Linked DNA regions of Mus musculus: region 2 is linked to region 1. The links are chromatin contacts, called in public HiChIP or PLAC-seq maps. All regions are on one chromosome and are shown on one strand. Each heading gives the region's core, a stretch centred on a gene start, on an enhancer-like site or on the middle of the called end of the contact. The rest is flanking DNA. Distances are from core to core; before and after follow the strand shown.

What was found. HiChIP or PLAC-seq counts read pairs in DNA pulled down with a chosen protein or histone mark.
Region 2: an H3K4me3 HiChIP or PLAC-seq map of pro-B cells shows a contact between it and region 1, with 6 times the contacts expected there. The contact joins the enhancer-like site here to the promoter of Tbc1d7 in region 1. A contact is called at or near these places in 7 of 115 datasets of contacts at active chromatin or transcription factors (embryonic basal ganglia, embryonic forebrain, embryonic stem cells and 4 more).

Annotation. Positions count from the first base shown.
Region 1 is chr13:43,168,800-43,174,323 of GRCm38.p6, reverse strand. It overlaps Tbc1d7 (TBC1 domain family, member 7), which reads left to right and starts at 2,823. Exons shown (of 8, transcript NM_001252639.1): 1 at 2,823-3,015; 2 at 4,377-4,522; 3 at 5,470-5,524. The coding sequence starts at 4,411. Gm40929 (a long non-coding RNA gene) reads right to left here and starts at 2,502. Exons shown (of 4, transcript XR_873309.3): 1 at 2,482-2,502; 2 at 633-740.
Region 2 is chr13:43,761,759-43,767,282 of GRCm38.p6, reverse strand. No RefSeq gene overlaps it. Among named protein-coding and RNA genes, the nearest start is that of Cd83, 21 kb to the left of the region's middle. Within about 2 kb of position 1,857, at least 107 of the 459 cell types and tissues checked have an H3K27ac peak or open chromatin away from gene starts, as enhancers often do. A contact at or near this core is called in pro-B cells, where this site is marked.

The DNA of each region.
Region 1 (5,524 bases), core at 1,574-4,073:
CAATGATGATCCATCACCTACTAGAAAACTGAAATAATAGACACACAAAACATAAACTCCCAATTTTGGTTACTATATGTCAATAGACATAAAATAATTGTCAAACTGCTATAAAAGACCTCCATGCCTACTCTAAAAGGCCATCCTTGCCCCACAGACTGGTTCACGGCCCATTCTTTAAATACCACTGAACTGGGTCATCAGCAGTAAGTACAGCCTTGCACTACCTGCTAGGTCCACGAGGAGAGCACACAGGACAATGGTTCCGTAAGATTATATGTGTGGTGGCGCATGCTCATAATCCTGGCACTTGGAGGAAGGCTGAGATAGAAAGACCACAAGTTTGAGGCCAGCCTGGTCTACAGAGTTAAGGTGCTTAGAAAAACAGATTATGTGGCCCAGTTACATCTTAATTATCTTATTTTGTTTAGTATGCTCTATATTTTCCCAACTTCAAAATGTCTATTGAGGCATCATTCCTCAGAATGTATTTCAGCTAATCAACACGAACCGTATCTTACAGTTTCCAGTTGAAGATCAAACACCCATCTCTACCCTACCTCCAATCTCAAAAATCCCCTCTGCACAAAAGGCTCCACCTTTCCAGGTCTGAAACCTCCCCTAGACCATACCTCCAACTGTGGGGTAAACATCCACACACATGAGCCTCTCGGGGACATTCTGTGTCCTTTCTGCTTGGTGAACAGAGGTCCTTTTATGCTTTGTTCAGGAACTTCTACCTGCAAGGTGAGGACGGACCTGTGGCCTACTGGGTTGGTGGAGACAAAATCCCCAGCCTGCCTTGGCAGTTTGGTTTTCCCCTTTACAGGACAATGTGCCGCCTATCTGAACTCACTGCTGTTGCTGCCCTCTGCTGTTTCTATTGAGAATTACAGGGTACTGGGTTCCTGGGGCTGCCGGGCTGGTAAAATGCCACGTTTGTGGTGGGGATCCCTGACGTGCATTCTGCTTAAGATTTGATTAAGCATCCTAGAATTCATTTTCGAGGCACCTTCACACCTCCGCCCTTCACTTTGACATGGACATACAACCCGCAGCAGCTTCTGGGTGCTGCTTGCAAATGCAACCACATAGAGCCCAGCCTTCCCACAACTGAATGTTAACAGTCAATTCTCAAACCGTTTTACTTTCTCCTTTTGTTTGTGCCCCATGACATGCCCAGACTGGAGTGGAGTCTCAAATATGCTATGACTTCCATTTCATACACACATGTCCAGGTTGTCATTTCCTGCCATTATGATTTAGTGAGTACTTTAAAAAGTGGCAATTGGCGTGGACCCAGGCCCTTTTGTATGCTATCTGAGGGTTTCTATTGCGGTGATGAAACAGCCTGACCAAAAAGCAAGTTGGGGAGGAAAGGGTTTATGAGGCTTACACTTCAACAGACCTGTTCATCACTGGAGGAAGTCAGGACAGGAACTCAAATAGGGTAGGAACCCAGAGGTAGGAGCTGGTGCGGAGGCCATGGAGGGATGCTGCTTACTGCCTTGCTCCCCATGACTTGCTCAGCCTGCTTTCTTACAGAACCCGGGGCCACCACAATAGGCTGGACCCTCCATCAATCACTAATTAAGAAAAAGCTGGGTCTCATGGAGGTGTCTTCTCATTTGAGGCTTCCTCCTTTCAGTCACTCTAGCTTGTGTCAGGTTGAGGTAAGATTAGCCAGCTCAGCATGTGACTTCACCACTAGCTGCACTCACTCACAGCCTTAAAAATCCCTAACTCTCCGGCCCAGGTACTGCTTTCTCTGCAGTAATTTCCCAACACTCATGGGGACAGCGCCTCACTGCGGCCGTGTTACCTCCTTGGCTTGTTACTGTGATAAAAATACTTGAAGAGACCTCGGGAGGAAGGGCTTACAATGTGAGTGAGCCAGATTGGCACTAACAATCCAAAAAACGAATCAGTAGTCCGTCCCAGACAGCTATATCTTCCTAATAGTTCCCTAATTCAGTCCTTGCTTCCAACTCAGTGCCACCTGGGGATGGACAAAGAACATGCTCTCCGTGACAAATCACACAGGATGCCCCAGTTCTGTCCAGCGGCTCGCAGCTTCCCCAAGCAAGCAGCCTTAACTGACTGCGCGCTTGGCATTCTAGGTCTGAGTAGCTGCCAAAAGGCAAATGGCAGCAACTGCCCCTTTGCACAGTAAACGATGAACAAATGGTTTTGCTTATCCCTCCTTGATCATTGGGGGACCAATAAGTTTTTGTTTTTAAGTTTTAAATATTTGTGTATAAAGGTTTTGTCTGCGTGCATGAGCACCATGCGCGTGCCCCGTACTGGCAGAAATCAGAAGGGGTAGTTTGGAATTCCTGCAACTGGAGTTATTGATGGTTGTGAATCACCACGTGAGTGCTGGGATTTGAACCCGGGTTCTGTACAAAAGCCGTAAGTGCTCTTAATTGTCGAGCTATCTCTCCTGCCCATCACTCAGTTTTTAATAGCTGAGGACTTAACTGATTTGCTTTCTCATGGTCACTTGGAACGTTTGGAAGAAGAAGTGCAGCCCAATCGATTAGCAAAGGCTCGTTTCCGATTTTCCACCGGGCGAGGTGGAAGAAACACCGCCTGAGGGATCCCGGTTTCCACGGGGCAGAAGAGTGCCCTAAGCAAGCACTCTGAACGAAGGGGAGACGATCACCAGGGTTTCGGGATCGAGGTGAGAGGGACAGACGTGGATACTCAAGGGCGCACAGACTCGGCCGCTACCACCTCTCAGGGCTTCAGCTTCACCCGGTTAACATCCACGTGTGGGTGGGACTCCCAGCAGATGTCCTCTGCGCACGCGCATCCGGGGCGACGTCACGTCCGGCGGCGGGAGTTAGAGGCGGAGAGGGCCGGGCCGGGTGTCTCATGGCATCGCTCCCCTCGCTCGCTCGGCCCTGACGCTTATGGTTCCGTCTGCCTGCCGGTAGCACAGCGTTGCCGGGCCGGTTCTCCGCCGCCTCCCGGATCTCTGAGTCTGAGCCGGGTGTGTTTGCTCTACTCGAGGTGAAGCGTGCATACCGGGAGAGCGGGGCCTGGGGCTTCACTGGGTTGTGGGCACCTTTCCCGCAGGTGGAGTCACCTGGGCAAGATTTGACAGCGCATCTTTCAGGGCGACTCCTGTGCCATCACAGTGCAGTCCCAGGAATGCTGTCGATAGACGACAGGGGCAGCGAATGCTTAAAAATACAAAAACCAAAAGAGCCCTCAAACTACAGATTGCATTTTAATCTTTGGGTTTTTTTTTTTTAACAGCTATGAAGAGGCCGTGGAACTCTTTAAAGGCAATTCTAAATTCTAAATAGCTTTTTTCAAAAATGAATTGCAATCTTCCCCATAACAGAAGCTGTTCAGATATCTAACTCCCAACAAGAAGTCCAAACTCCCCTGGTTATCTGGGGACGTCTCGGGGGCTTTTAGTAGCTGAGGACTTTATTCTTTGGAAGAATGTTTGCATCTTTAGTGCCTAGTCACTAAACCTAGTTTGATCTTTTCTTTTGGTTTACCATTAATATCACAAAGACTGTTCTGAAAGAATTATGTATTCTCTGAGATGATTTGAGTGCTCTTGCCAGATTTTTAGCCGTCTTCTGGTTATACTTTAATGCTTTTTCTCTGTTGGAGTTTTGTATTTTGATAATACAAAACTTGGTAGAATTGTGTTTATAGGAAGAAAAATAAGGGCAGGACTTAGGGCTTCCCTCCACCCCCTTCTAATTTCTCCAAATGCCTATTTTCGAGAGGACAGCTAAGCAAAACAAAACAAAAACCAAACCAAAACAAACAAACAAACAAAAAAGGAAATTAAGGTCACCTAGAATTTTACTAACTGAATAACTTGTTAATATTTTGGATGTCTCCTCTTATTTTAAAACATACCTATCTTGGACCAGAAGCCGTGGTCCACACCTTTTACCCCCCGCACCTAGGAGGCAGAGAGTTTGAGGCCAGCCTGGGCTACTTAGTGAGACCTTAGTTGTAAAACTGGAAGCAGAATTAGTACACACCACTGGTTAGCCCCATTTATATAACATATCCTGCCAGCTTTTCTAATTCATCTTATTTGTTCATTTGTATTTTGTTCATTCATGAGAACAAGGTATTTCATTGTGCCAGGGGTTCTTATAAGAAGGAACCCTAGAGGCCCCCTCTGTGCTACCTATTTTAGTAGCTTGGAGGGCAGCTGACCTATATCTTCATATCTATATCTTTGGCCAAGTTGCATTAGGAAGGTGGGATAGGGTTGTGTGGATCCAAAGATTTAATGCTCCTTGCTTAGGGCCAGGCAATTTATCATATTTGACTTATTGAAAAGGCCGAGAAAAATCACCTAATGTCCTTCCCAATTCTTCTTTCTTTGGTTTTAGGCTCACCTAAAAAAAATCCCTCCAAGGATGAAACATGACTGACGACTCTCAGAGGAACTTTCGATCAGTCTACTATGAGAAAGTCGGGTTTCGTGGTGTCGAAGAAAAGAAATCACTGGAAATCCTCCTGAAAGATGACCGTTTGGGTGAGTCTCAGCTGCATATGTTCATTAGTTCAAAGTTACCAGGTAAATATTTCTGCAAAAGACTCAAAGCAGTACTTATTACTTGGTGTGTGTGTGTGTGTGTGTGTGTGTGTGTGTGTGTAATCAGAGTGGTGTAGTTTAAGGAAAATTGAAGATTTTTCAGATTCATTGAGAGGCAGAAGGTTGTTATAAAGCTTCGTAAAAAGCAGACATTGCTTAGTGTGGTGGTGGAAAACATTTATCCTGGCAGTGTGGAAGCAGAGGCAGGGGGATCTTTGACTCCAAGGGCACCCTGGTCTTAATGAAGAGTTCTAGGGCAGCCAGGGGATAAATAATAAGGCACCTTCAATTCATTTAAAAATAAATTGATTCTATTTTTTTATTAAGCTTATATATTTCATCTCAATTTCTAGACATAGCACCGTGGTTTCTAGGTAAACTGTGCAAGACCCCTGGTTATGATTTTCTTTTGTGGAAGATAATCCTTCAGTACAGATTTATATTCGATTTGTCTTAAGCTAACAATAATAAAGTCCTTTTTTTTTTTACAGTAAAACAGAACCATAGTATAAAAACAAACTTAAGTGCTTCTTGTTGTTGGAAGAGCTGGGAATAGAACCCAGGGTCTAGCCCATGCTAAGGCATGCTCTACCACTGAGCCGCACGGTGTCCCCACCCAATTCTGTAAGTAATGCCCATGGTAGAGGGGATGTAGTAGTAGATGAAAAATCCATCTCTATGCTGCAACAGTGCTGCAGAGATAGCTTGGTTGGTAGGAGATGTGGATTAGAAGTGAGGCCACTATGGCTTTTCCTAAGTCGGCTGCTGATCATGCAGTGGAATTCTCCTGCAGGCACGTGTGAGCTAGGCGGTTTTAAGAAGTGAAATTGCACGTTCAGTGCTGTGAGCCCACGGGACATTTCTAACTGTTCTTTTCCTTCCTCTAGACATCGAGAAGCTTTGCACATTTAGCCAGAGGTTCCCTCTCCCATCCATGTATCG
Region 2 (5,524 bases), core at 608-3,107, 590 kb before region 1:
TGTTGGTGGTTGGGGGGTCTGTGGTAGGAGCTGTGGCAGGGACTGTGGGTCTGTGGTGGGTCTGTGGTGGAAGCTGGAGTGAGATCTGTGGTAGGTGCTGAGGTAGAGGCTGTGGTGGGTCTGTGGTAGGAGCTTGGGTGGGGGGTGTCTGGGGTGGGGGTCTGTGGTGGGGGCTTGGGTGGAGGTAGACATTTCTACCATGAGACATTTTTGTAAGGGTTTTCTAACCAGACTTCCCTGGCTGGGAGCGTTCCAGGAATTTTGTCTTTTAAATCAGGCCCCAGCCTGTTCCTGGCTGCACTGTCTGAGGCAGCAGTACCTATAGAATGAGACTGGAAAGAAAAAAAACAGAGCTGAAGAGATAACTCAGTCAGTACAGTGCCGGCTACACAGCACAAGGGGCTGAATTTGGTCCCCAGGAGCCATATTTTAAACAAAGCTTTACAAAGGGTATAGTGGGCTTGTGATTCCAGAAAGCCTCAGACCCCAATGAGAGACCCCCCCCCTCTCAAAAACCAAGCTGAATCACTCCTCAGAAAGTGACATCAAGGTTGACCCATGGCCTCCACATACTTGTGTACACACACACACACACAAACACACACACCACACATATACACATACATACAACACACATATGCACATACACACATGTGTACACAAAGACACGAGTATACACACACACACACACACACACACATGCACACATCTACATACACAGGCATGTACACCCCCCATATACACAAACACACACACACACACACCATGTACCACACACATACATCAGACACCACATATACACACCACACACACGGGCATGTACACATACCACATACACAAACCTACACACATACCACATACCATACACATACACCATACACCACACACACACAAACACACACCACATATCACACACATACACCAGACACCACACATACACACACACACACACACACACACACACACACACACACACAAACACACACACAAGTAAATATACTGGAATACTTAGACGTGTGAGATATTTGTTCTCCTTGAACTAGCACTTACAAATGCTACCTGCTAGAGACTGAAAGAGTTGTGGTTGAGTTGGTAGGAGGTTTTGGTTTTTGTTTGTTTGTTGTTGTTGTTTGTTTTGGTTTTTTTTTTTTGAAACAAGGTCTTACTATGCAGCCAAGGCTGGCTTCTAACACACGGATTTTCCTGCCTCAGCCTCCTAAGGGCTGGGCTTATAGGATTGAGCCACCACACCTGGTTTACATGTTTGCTTGTGTTTTAAATTCAGCTTTTTTGTATGGTAAATTAGCTGGTATTCTTCCCACTGTATGTGGAAGACAATGGGATTAGGTGAGACCCTACTCCTACCCAGGTAGCCTCTGAAGACAATGTGATCTGGGTGGTAACAGCATTTGCTTATTTTGGGGACGGGGTCTCACAATGTCTGAAGCTCCACCTGTCTTGGAATTAACTATGTAGACCAGGCTGGCCTGAAACCCACCAAGCTCCGCCTACCACTGTGTTTCCAGTGTTATGATCAAAGGCCTGCCCCACCCCCACCCCTGGCCTGGGCCTTAGTGCTGCTGTTGCAACTCAGAGACTTCTTTTCTAACAGTCAAGTGTTCTACCACGGAGCTAAGCACCAGTAGGTGCAGACCTTTGTTGGAGTCCCCTCCAGATGAACGAGGTATCTGGTATTTCACAACACAGCACTCTGCAGCCCAGGCAGGCCGCTGGGTACTGCTGGCCAGGCTTCTACAGCTGGTCTTAGTGATGACAACCCCAAAGCAGGCTGGGCTCCAGGCTCTCCACTCGTCAGCCACCTGCCGAAGGGACCAAAAGAAGAACTTTCAGAGGCCGTCACGGGTCGTCACATGCGCCACTGTGATGCTTAGCCGCTGAGGGGATTTTGGGGAAGGAAGTAGCCCTGACATCATAGAAACATAGAAGTGAGAAAGACTTAGGGTGTTCCTCTTGACCAGGCACCCCAGAGGGTTGGGAGCCTACTCTGACCTTTCGGGTCTCACTCACTACGTGTGTGTACTCTCTCCTTACCTGGTTGTTGGCCAAATCTTTGTCCTCCAATAGAACTTTCTTCCAATATGAGGTCTCACTTAACACCAGTCTATCTGCATTGCCATTGTACACGCCAACTACTCTGTAACTCTGGGAGAGCATCACATGATTGCTAATCTTTTCACTTCAGCCCAACAGAAAAAATACATCAGCCCACACCTGCATTTTCCTACCTGGGCTCATCTTTTTTATCTATACTGCATCATCATCATCATCATTACTACCATCATCATCATCATTATCACTACTACCACCATCATCATCACCGTCACAGACAGGGTTTCAAACATACAGAACTAGTCCACAATTTGCTATGTAGATGAAAGTACCCTTAACCCTCTTCTCTTCCTGCCTCTACCTGCCCAGTGCTAACATCACAGATGTGCACTACCACACCCAATTAACTTGATGCTGGATAACAAACTCAGGGCTTTGTGCACGATTCGGCAAGCATTCTATCAATTAGACTACATGCACAGCCCATGTCTGCCACCCACACTATCAATCCCATAACCATGTCTGCGTGGATTATTTCCAATCCTTTAGTCCTCCTTGCTTCAGGATGATCCATCCATGGTTCTCATCGTGGGATTTTTCAGTAGCTCTCAAGGAATCTGTGGTGGGTGTTTTCCCGTCTCCCTGATGTTTGGCTTGGCCTTAGAACTCACTTTGAAAGACAGATGTGAAAGTGATACAACAGAAGTTTTTAGTGTGCTTCCATGGTGAGACTTAGCCTCTTGTGTCTCTGCCCTCACCATGAGAAGACGTGCCTCAGGCAGTGCCAGTCCCTGCAGGAACTCTAGGAAGCCAGCCCAGAGTAGGCTTGTAGCTGGGAGCCAGGCCCAGAGGAACAGAGCCAAGATCAGCTGAATCCCAGCCAATCCTCAGCCATACGAAGAAAAAAATAAAAAATAAACGTTTGTGATGCAAGCCACTGGGATTGAGGAGATGTGTTGTTATTCGACATTATTGGAGGAATAGACGATGAGTTAAATGGCCAAAATGAAGTGCAGGCAGTGGCCAGACACATAGCAGGCCTTGCACTCCAGGAGGTAAAGTCCTGACATGAAAACTTGCTTCCTCACCTCAGCCCCTTTATAACTCGGCCCTTCTCTTGCTGTGTCCCATATGTCAGCACCTGCTCGTGTTTAATATAATTCCTTCACAGACTATGCTTGATTTACTAAATGCTCACATATTCAAAAGCTTACCAACAAGACTACAAACTCATTGAGAGCAAGGACCTCGCCAGTTCAGAAGGAGCAAGAATTACAGATAGTGTTCCACTACCTCCATCAGGGTCTTCCCTTGTTTAGCTGGATGTATGGTCACTGTGTCCCGCACAAGATCACGCATGCGGGGCGTGTAAGATGCATTAATTGTCTGTGGCATACGCACTAGAAAGGCAAATTTCAGGGGCCATTTGCCTTATAAACCTGATGGTCTGGGATTGCATCTCCAGAGGCCATGTAAAAGTTAAACACAGCCGGGCGGTGGTGGCGCACGCCTTTAATCCCAGCACTCAGGAGGCAGGGGCAGGTGGCTTTCTGAGTTCAAGGCCAGCCTGGTCTACAGAGTGAGTTCCAGAGCAGCCAGGGCTACACAGAGAAACCCTGTCTTGAAACCCCCCCCCCTCAAAAAAAAAAAGTTAAACACAGTACACAGCTGTAATCCCAGCATCCTCCTGCAGGGTGACAGGGAGAGCGGAGAGAAGCCACAAAAGGTGGCCCTCCAACCACCACATTGTATAGAACGGCACACACAGCCTGCACTCAAGAAAAATTTTATTAATTTTTGCCTGCCATTATTGATAGGAGTCTTTTTATTGAGATAGTGTTAAATTATCAATTACATTAGATAGTAAAAATAAACATTTTCTTTTTCTATACTAACTGTATCAGTACAATGTGTAAGTGGTAGGCAGTTGCACCAATTTAAACCCCTATAGAGAAAAAGTCCTATGTACACAAATGTTCAATCCTGATTCCGTAGTTTTGTACCCTTTATTTTTACGAGTAAGGCACACCTCTGTGTATGACCGGCAATTATCTTTGATTTCCTTGGCTATATTTACACCTGGAGGAAATTCTTCAGAATCACTTTTTTTCCTCCCAGTCTAGTTTCGAACACAGTGCAGTTCCCCTTTTTATTTTTGTAAGTTGAAAAATTGTTTTATATTAAAGTACTCAATGAACTATGGTGGGGTGGTTTTTCTTTTTTTTTTTTTTTTAAGACACTTAGTTTTCATATACGGGAACTTTCCAGACTACTGGTTAAATCACCGCGTCCGCGTGGCACACTGATCTGGAGTTTAAAAAGAAAAAGAACAATAGAATAAGCCAACCTTGCCCCTATTTATGGACGAAACATCAAACCACCCACTTAACTTTCTGGGACCCTGGAATCTATGCACCAGAATGCCTCTATGATGCAACAAGGCACGTATCCATTTATTACAGGGAACTGCTGTACACTGCTGGTACAGTGTATAAACTATTTTCTTTTGTGCATTTGTTTTGGATTTGGTTTTCAAGACAAGCTCTTTCTATGGGGGCTAAAGAGATGCATCAATGGTGTAAGAGCACTTAGGCCCCTGCAGAAGTCGGAATCCTAGCACCTATACTGGGCCTCTCACGGCTGTCTGTAACTCCAGCTCCAGTGATAGCTGATGTGTCTGGCCTCACCTATACTCATGGACATGTACCCATCCATTGACACGCATGCATGCACACAATTAAAGCCAATAAAATAAACAACGTCGTCTAAAAATATCTTTCTCGGTAGCCACAGTTGGCCTGGAGATAGAAAGAAAGAAAGAAAGAAAGAAAGAAAGAAAGAAAGAAAGGAAGGAAGGAAGGAAGGAAGGAAGGAAGGAAGGAAGGAAGGAAGGAAGGAAGGAAGGAAGGAAGAAATTTACATAGATAGATAGACAGACAGACAGACAGACATAGATACATAGATAGGTGATAGATACATACATACAGACAGACAGATAGATAGATAGATAGATAGATACATACATACATACATACATACATACATACATAGGTGATAGACAGATAGATAGATACATACATAGATAAATAGATACATAGATGGATACATAGATAGATACATAGATATGTGATAGATACATACATAAATAGATAGATACATAGATAGATGGATGGATGGATAGATAGATAGATAGATAGATAGATAGATAGATAGATAACCAAGATAGTCTTGTCTTGAATTTAGGGCAGTCCTCCTGTCTCAGCCTCCCTTGTACTGAGATTACAAGTGTAAGCAATCATGCCTGACTTAAAACTCTTGACACACCTTCATACATTTGCAAAATGTTGCTAAAGCAGCAGCAAATCTTTGCTTTTGGAGCATGAACCTAACTCAAGAAACAGCAAAGGCCCTTTGGAAGCAAGTGCTGTGAAAAAGAAGTGAGAGTTTCCTTGTT